Linked DNA regions of Gossypium hirsutum: region 1 is linked to region 2. The links are chromatin contacts, called in public Hi-C maps. All regions are on one chromosome and are shown on one strand. Each heading gives the region's core, a stretch centred on a gene start, on an enhancer-like site or on the middle of the called end of the contact. The rest is flanking DNA. Distances are from core to core; before and after follow the strand shown.

What was found. Hi-C and Micro-C count contacts between places; a contact is called where the count stands out from the background.
Region 1: a contact with region 2 is called in a Hi-C map of leaf, with 1.9 times the contacts expected there. The contact joins the enhancer-like site here to the promoter of LOC107918069 in region 2. A contact is called at or near these places in 3 of 34 Hi-C or Micro-C datasets (all in leaf).

What each region holds. Positions count from the first base shown.
Region 1 is chrA01:27,455,097-27,459,036 of Gossypium_hirsutum_v2.1, reverse strand. No RefSeq gene overlaps it. Among protein-coding and RNA genes, the nearest start is that of LOC121208095, 29 kb to the left of the region's middle. Within about 2 kb of position 2,501, at least 6 of the 9 cell types and tissues checked have an H3K27ac peak or open chromatin away from gene starts, as enhancers often do. A contact at or near this core is called in leaf, where this site is marked.
Region 2 is chrA01:27,401,295-27,405,479 of Gossypium_hirsutum_v2.1, reverse strand. It overlaps LOC107918069 (MFP1 attachment factor 1), which reads right to left and starts at 2,390. Exons shown (of 1, transcript XM_016847574.2): 1 at 1,552-2,390. The coding sequence starts at 2,197. The coding sequence ends at 1,724.

The DNA.
Region 1 (3,940 bases), core at 1,252-3,751, 53 kb before region 2:
AATATTAAAAAAAAATCTATAAAAATCAAAGAAAAATGGCTAGGGACTTACTTGAAATTGAAGCTAAAAGCTTGAAAACCATTTAATGGCGTTTCTTCTTCTTCTTCTTCTTTACTTTTATTTGGTTGAAGAACATGAGTTTATCTCTCTTCCCACCCAAACCCCACTTATATAGTGGGATTAATTTTTAAATTAAGTTAATTAACCTTAATTTAATCAAATAAATCTTAATTTGTTTAAGTTAATGCCCATTTCATCTTACTGTCCACTAATATACACTTAAATATGGTCTAATTGTTGTTTTGAACCTTTGGTTAATTTCAATTTAAGTCTCCAAGCCATTTACCAATTAAAAATCTATAGTGATTGGATTTTACAATTTAGTCTCTAGGCCCTAATTAATCATAATTTCGGTTGAATTGACTATCCAAATTTCAATTAATCTATATAATAACTCTATAAATATTTTTATTTAATATTCACGAACTCGGTTTGCGAAAAAGAGGTCCTAAAACTGCATTTTTCAACACCACTAGAAACTGGATCATTACATTTCATCCTTCTTCACGTAAAAGGATTTAGAGATACTCTAGATAAACTTTTTAATTAGGAAAAAAAAGAAAAGAGAAAGAAAAAAATGAGCACAATAGATGAGAGAACTGGTTGTTTATGGTTGCAACTTTTTGTTAATTTTGGTGTCTTGATAATTTAGGATGAATTGATAATTATGGAGTCTAATTATGAGATTATTCGAAAAATTGTGTACTTAATCAAATTACGAATTGACATGTTAGCTTGACGAATATGATTGTAGGATCTAAATTTTACTAATATCTATTTGTTTGATTGAATTAAGGATTGTCGGATTGATGAATGCATATAATGCCTGTGGGCAAACATTAACTAAGTGGGGGAAATTTGATAATGCACTTCATCGGCATAAGTTTATTTTTATTTTAATTAATTTTGGAAATGAGTTTTACTTAATTTGACATGTAATTAATCATTATTTATGTAGGTATAATTATTATTTAAAGTATTGGAAATGAGCGAATACGTGGATTGCATAAAAAATTTGACACGAAAACTCAAGTTATGTACAAGACGAAAATTTGAAGAATATTTTGTTATTATTTCTATTAAAACATTTTTTTTATTTTTAAGCATGTCTATTTATATTAGGGTTTTATTAATTTTAAGTTATTATTATATATGTATATATGCGTGAATAGAAAGAAAATAGAGTGGCGCACAGCCATTCCTATGCATTTTTTTAGGTTTTTATTTTATTATTATATAAAGTTGTAGTTTAGATTAATAACGGAGGCGAATACTACATTCTCCATCAAACTATTTTGTTTATTTTTAGTTTTTATTTTACATAAAGTTTATCCTTTTGTTATTATATTTTATTCTCCTTCAATTTATTGGTAGTTGATTTGAGATAGTTTCAGGCGGATAATTTATTCTGTGTTTAAATTGTGAGATTTTAAATTTGCATTTAATATTTTTTATATTGGTATTTATTAATTTTTTGATTTAAAAGATAAATTCAGTCGTCTCACAACATTGTTTTAGCATTAAATCAAGAAAGGATATCTCTCGATTTAGTTTTAAATGACATACCGTTGGTGAATTGGTATGATTCATAATTGTCATATTTAGTCCATCGAAAAACAATTTGATGTGACCAATTGAGTGAGTGATCGGGCCCATTAAGGGAATTAACGATCAAGTTTAAATGATTCGTGCAGTTAAAACCGTTGATTTGAACCAGGTTCTTTTAGTTTATAAGGTTGCCAAGGAATTAAATTGTGGAAGATATTTTTAAGGTTATTTGCTTGATAAGGGCTAGTTGTTGGGTTATTTCCGTACTTAATCTACTAATAAAAAAGAATTAGGAGGTTTGAGGTTGTTCCTCGATCTCTATAATTAACTTATCAATTAGAAGAGGAAATTTATTGTACGGAATTAGTTTGAAGCTAGAGTTTTCATTTATTTATTTTATTTAGATTTAATTTAGATTAGTTGTAATCTCTTTTTAGATTTGTGTAATGTTAGTTATTAGAAATTCAAATTAGTTAGTCCAATCTCTATCTCTATATTGCAAATTTAATTTATTTTTAATTTAAATATAAAAATGTATATTTGGTGAATTGGACGGTAGCAGTGACCCAATGAAAATGTAGGAGACCCACATCAAGTTTTTCATCTATATAAACTTTACATTCTCCGAACCACCATTAATAGTTGTGTAAATTGCTCACATCTTATATCAAGAATATTGATTTAAAAGAAGAGATAATTGGGTGAAGTACATATACTGGGGTATGCTTTAATTTCGAGAGTAGCTAAATAAACAAATACATTAAAATGGAAATGGAGACTTGTCAAAAACTAGTATTGTAAACTTCTTTTCATGTTTGTATGTACCGTCCTTGTACTAAAGGAAAATGACAGTTCAACGAACCTCCCTACTTTTTCCCTTCACAAAAGTAAGAAAAGGAACGCATTCAAAACTCTCCGCCCTTTCCATACATATATGGATTTAATAATGTGTCAACCTACAAGGAAGTCTAAAGACCGCGTACCAGATGTAACCACACGCGTCTCATCTTCCCAAAAACGTGTGGGTTGAACCTCACCATAACATATTACTAATAAATCAAATAATCAAAAGTAATAAAATTAAATTTATGATTTACTTATATCGTCGTATATTTTTAAATTTTATTAGTGAGGTGGTATATAAATATGTGAATATCATTTTATTATTATTATTAAATCTGTATACATATATTTATCAGTTTATGTTTGAAGTCCCAACTCAAAGAATACAAAAGCTACTCTTAAAGTAAATATTTGCCTTAGCTACCCATGAAAAAGTAAGCCTAAAATATAGTATTTAGCAATGCTTGTATAGGATGAGGCTGAGTCAATCAATCCTGTTAAAGATCCCACTTTCGCAAACCTCATCACCGTCTCATCAACCCAGTTCGACGCTTATATATATAATTATATAGCGATAGCTAGCAAACCCATAGCAATATTCCAACGACAACCCAATTTAAAACAATTGGCAAAAGCCTTTATTGTGAGAGCTCAAATAAGTTTTATACATATATTTCATATGTTGAGGATGACTAAGAACAGCTCGGCATCAATGCAGCGTCTTGTTTTTATGATGGGTGTATTGGCATTGTTGGTTTCAACAGAGTTGGTCATCGCTGTCCATGGCCGAACCCTTCGATCAACAACGATGGTTGTTGGAGGATGCGAAGAACAAGGGGGAAGGATGGGGGTATTATCATTTGGTGCATTATCAGCAGCAAACCATTCCAGCAATAGTCGTAATTCGTTTAGAAGCTTGGGTTTTAGATTAGCCTCCGGACCAAGCAAAAGGGGTCCTGGACATTAACATTAAATACTCCATTGTTTAGATTAAGCTTGCCATTTTTTTTCCCTCTCTTTAATCTTCTTCATCCAGGATAATAGGGGGATTTATTTATTTTTTTCATTCATTTGAAAGAGATGTTAGTGAAATAATTTTGATTAGAATTGGGATAATCTTTGTACGTTTTCATGATGAAATGAAAGAACAGAAACCATATTATCAATTCTTTTGATGATTCTGTGATCTTCAGCAAAACCACTGTTATTTTGTGTCTGTTGAGTTTCGAATAGATTTATAATTATAATTTGCAGACAAGCTGAATATTTTATCCCTAAGTTTGTCAAGTGGTGACAGCATGTGTGTAACTAGCTTTCAACAAGAAGATAGATTTGAGCCATTTATGCAATTAAAATTATCTAATAACCCTAAATTGAAATTCAACATTTATAATTTTCCTCTTTATTTTTTAAGCTACATCATACAAAGCACTCAGCTATTAATTTTTAATGCACTAACCCTCATTTATGTGTAAATCATTTTTTTTAT
Region 2 (4,185 bases), core at 1,141-3,640:
TATCATTTATCATTCAATAATCAAATTCAGAAAGCATTTACTCCTAGAAATAAATGCAATTGCTTTTTCTGAGTGTTCTTACTTTCCTAGGAAATTTGGAAACAAACCATGCAGGCTCGTGACGTGCGCCTATCACAAGAAACGTATATAGCTAGTAGATACATAACTATTCATAGATATACAAAAAATGAGTACCGCATGCCAAGGATTACACACAGTAATATGGAAAGCCATGACCTGTCCAAAGCAGTCATGGTTTAAAAGAATCATATAGATTTCCTCCTTTCCTACAGAACTATATACGCAAATGCAAGAAAAGAACTGAAAGGATACAAGTGTAACATAGGCATTTCGAGAAGAGTAGCTTACAGAAATCTTAATTTCCAAAAACCTTGCTTATATAGTAAGATGTACTGTATCAAATGTGAAGAAATCTCCAGCTAGGAGGAGCATGATATCAACAACTTAAAGACAGATTATCTCATTTACCTACAAAAATGAACAATTGGAATGGCCATCCACCAAAACTATAGACATCAAAAGAGAAATAGGGGTTTTATATTACTTCAATCAAGATGGTAGCTGTAGGTGTTGGATCAAGAAAGCCGACAGAAATTTGACTGCATTGTGATGGCAACAAGATCCTACACATTTACATTGATATGCTTTTCTAAATGTTCAATAAATGCAAAAAATGCAGATTGATGATTGGTAGCAACCATAAGAAAAAAAGTATGAAGCAACTCAACATTGAAATGCAGCAAGAAAAGAAATTCACCATTGAGAAAAAGAAAATGACATTCAAATCACCCAAAGAAACATACTGTGAAGTGTAAACATATGTTACATACTGTGAAGTGTAAACATATGTTACATAATTACTAAACGTGAAAATAGCTTGAGAACTAAAAACACGAAGGCTTCGCTAAAGCATGTGTCTATATTCAATTCATATCAACTGTTTGCTCAGATGACCGAGAGCCTATACATACCAGTTCATAAGAACATGCAGTTTCAATGAAGATCTACTCATAGTTGTTCTTTAGCATTTATACTATCCCTTGGAAGTTAGATTCTAGCTCACAGCAGATATCTCTTTTAACTTTCACATCTTGATGACTCTAGTATACCTAAGAATCTTTCCTAATACATTAAGATTTTGAATCAACAATTACTTCTTCTTTTTCTAAAAAGGGATTACAATAAAAGCAAATTGAAGAAATATTAAGATTTAAGACCATATATCAGATCTATATAAAATACAGAAACCTCTATTGCATAGAACCTTATCTACACATCAACTCGTACAAGACTTTCAAGTTTCAACTTGATTGCTCTGGTTTGTTGAACAGATCATGGAGGAACACTAAGTGAATAAAGGTACAGAATACTTATGAGTTAGTTGGGAAAAATCATTAATGAAGAAAATCTCTAGCACCCTTTAAGCTGCATTTTGCACTGTATCAATGAATAAAGCAACAAACACCAAGAAACTCATAAAGATCAAGCACATTTCCACAAGAAAACAGAAAACCCTCAAAAAAGAAGAGATAAAGAAATGGTATTACAGTTACAGATTTTATTATCGTCGTATATAGGCAATTAAGCATCTCGAAAAATCCTGAGCCAAGCAGACAGATCTTTAAAAACCCTAGCAAGACCGATCATCAATCTAAAGAAAAGCCCTAAAGAGAGAGAAAGAGAGAAATGAGGATCCTTAAACTCAAGCCTCCGCCTTCACGGACGACGATGAAACCTCCTCACCATTCGCTGCTTCCGTGGCTGACGGAGCATCGGCGGCAGCGGCAGTAGCAGCGCGAGATTTGACAGTATCGAGCATACGCTTGCTGATCTCCTTGGAATACATCTGAAGGATCTCGATGCCATCATCGTCGGGGGAGAAGGCCGCACCGGCGGCTGAGAAAGCCTCCTCCTCGATAGATTTGGCCAGGGAGGCGGCCTCGTCCTCGGGGATGGTGCCGTAGCGTTTGGAAAGTACAGATTGGGAAGAGAGCGTCTCGACAAGACGGTTGATAACGGCATCGCGGGTTCGTTGAGTGGGGGGCCAAATTCGGAGAGTAAGATTATTGAGCTTGGCGGCGGTTTCATCTATTTGGGATTGAGCCTGAGTCTGGTGGGGCTCCGTTTCTGCGGTGGCTGAGTCTTGAGCAGTGGTGGTGGACTCAGTTTCGGCCATTTCTTTTGGTTTGGAACTTTTGGGCAGTGACCGGAGAGTAATGGGGATTTCGAGTTTGCGAGGGGAAGTTCTTTTAAGCCAATAAAAAATTAAAACAATAATTAGTAATTAGTATATAAGAAAGCGGATTGAATATGGGCCGAGCAACTTTCCTCATTTGTATCTACATTTAAAATGCTCTAAAATCTAGATGCTCTGGCCTTTAAATTAATTTGAAGTCTTTATTTAATGTGACCTATGTTACATATATATATTTATTTATTTATTTATTTATTTTAAATTATATAATTATATAGGTAAGTATTATTAAAAGATAAATAAAATATATAAAACATTCTAAAAAATTATATTTGTATAATATTTAAAAGATTATTATGTTGCTTATCCATACTTTCAATAATATAATTTTTTTTTGTTTTGATATCTAAAAGATGGATATCAATTATTTATTTATATTATAAATTTAATAAAAATAATGTTATTTTGAGTTCTATAATAAATAATATGTATTTTGTAACTGCTTTTTAAATATATTTATTTATTATTTACAATGTTATAAGTGATTCAGTAATATTTTTGTTTCGGTAGAATTATATATAAAGTAATTTAAATATTTTTTAATTGATAATAATTTAATTATTATTTATTTTAAATATTATTTTAATAAAATTTTATCATAATTACAAATATCACGGTTAAATTATCATAAAATATTTAATGTGACAATTCAAGATAAACCTACAAAGCAACTTTTTATTTAATGTCATGTATCATAACTAAAGTAATGCCTCATATGCTACTTTCGTAATGTTATTAATAAAATATTTTTTTATGATTTTGGTTTTAATATAATACTAAATTATGGCAAACACATTATGTATAAAAAATAAATATCATTTTTGGTTAAAATGATAAAATTCAGAAGATAAATATTAAGATGTCTTGATTTAAATCCCAGACATATAATTTTTTAAATTTATTAAAATAAAAAAAAACATATATACCTTTAAATATAACATATGTTGTTTTCCAAAATTCAAATTTTAACATCACTTTTTTTCTAATTGCAACGTCAACACTAGCTAGAAGACTCATAAGCAAATCTAAATCACCATGCTGAAATTATCTATTTGACTAATTGTATAAAAACTACATTCATAAACACCATGTTTGATTCAATGTAATTACAACTCAATTCTATGAGCCCACCACAAACCCTTGTTTGGTTTAATGGAATGTCTATTATAGGTGTTGTTATTTAGTTTTCTATTTCCACTAATCACTGAATAGAGGCTGAATAGCATTCTTTGCCCCATCCTCTGAGTTGTTATTCAGAGCACGGTAGGAATGTTGAAAGATTATCTTTTTTTTTTCATTTTGCCCTCATTTTTTCATCATCGTCCTTTCCTGCAGTTTTAACTACAACATCCATTCACTACCTTCTCCATTTACAAAGCCTTAAACACCATTGCCCCTCACCAATTTTTTTTAATCTTTTCCTCATAGGAATCGAGATCATAGAAATTTCTCAATTAGGGGCAAAATATTCAACGAAAAAATCCAGACTCAATTTAAGCCTTGGCATCATTCATTTCGATTTTGGGTTCGAGCAGCTGATATTTATACTGGCTATAAAGTCCTTACTTTATCTTTTTTTTTTATTCTTCTTCTTGTTAATTTGATAGTTTTTGATTGTTGGGTAATTATTGAAATTATAGGTGTTTCAACTTCGAGTGAGTTTTGTGAAGGATCCACAAAAGCAACATGTGTTATGAACTTGGTGGGTTTTACCTTAAGGTATACACATTGATTGGTTTGAAAATGGTTCAAATTTAAATGGGTTTCTTTCTACTTTTTTTTAGTTTATTTACTATTAGATTCTTATTGATTGATTTAGTTGTTCTTTAAACTACAATCTTTGTTTTTTTGTTCTTTCAATTCAATTAAAATGGGTTTGTCTGTTTTTACTTTTTCTATAATGCTGATTC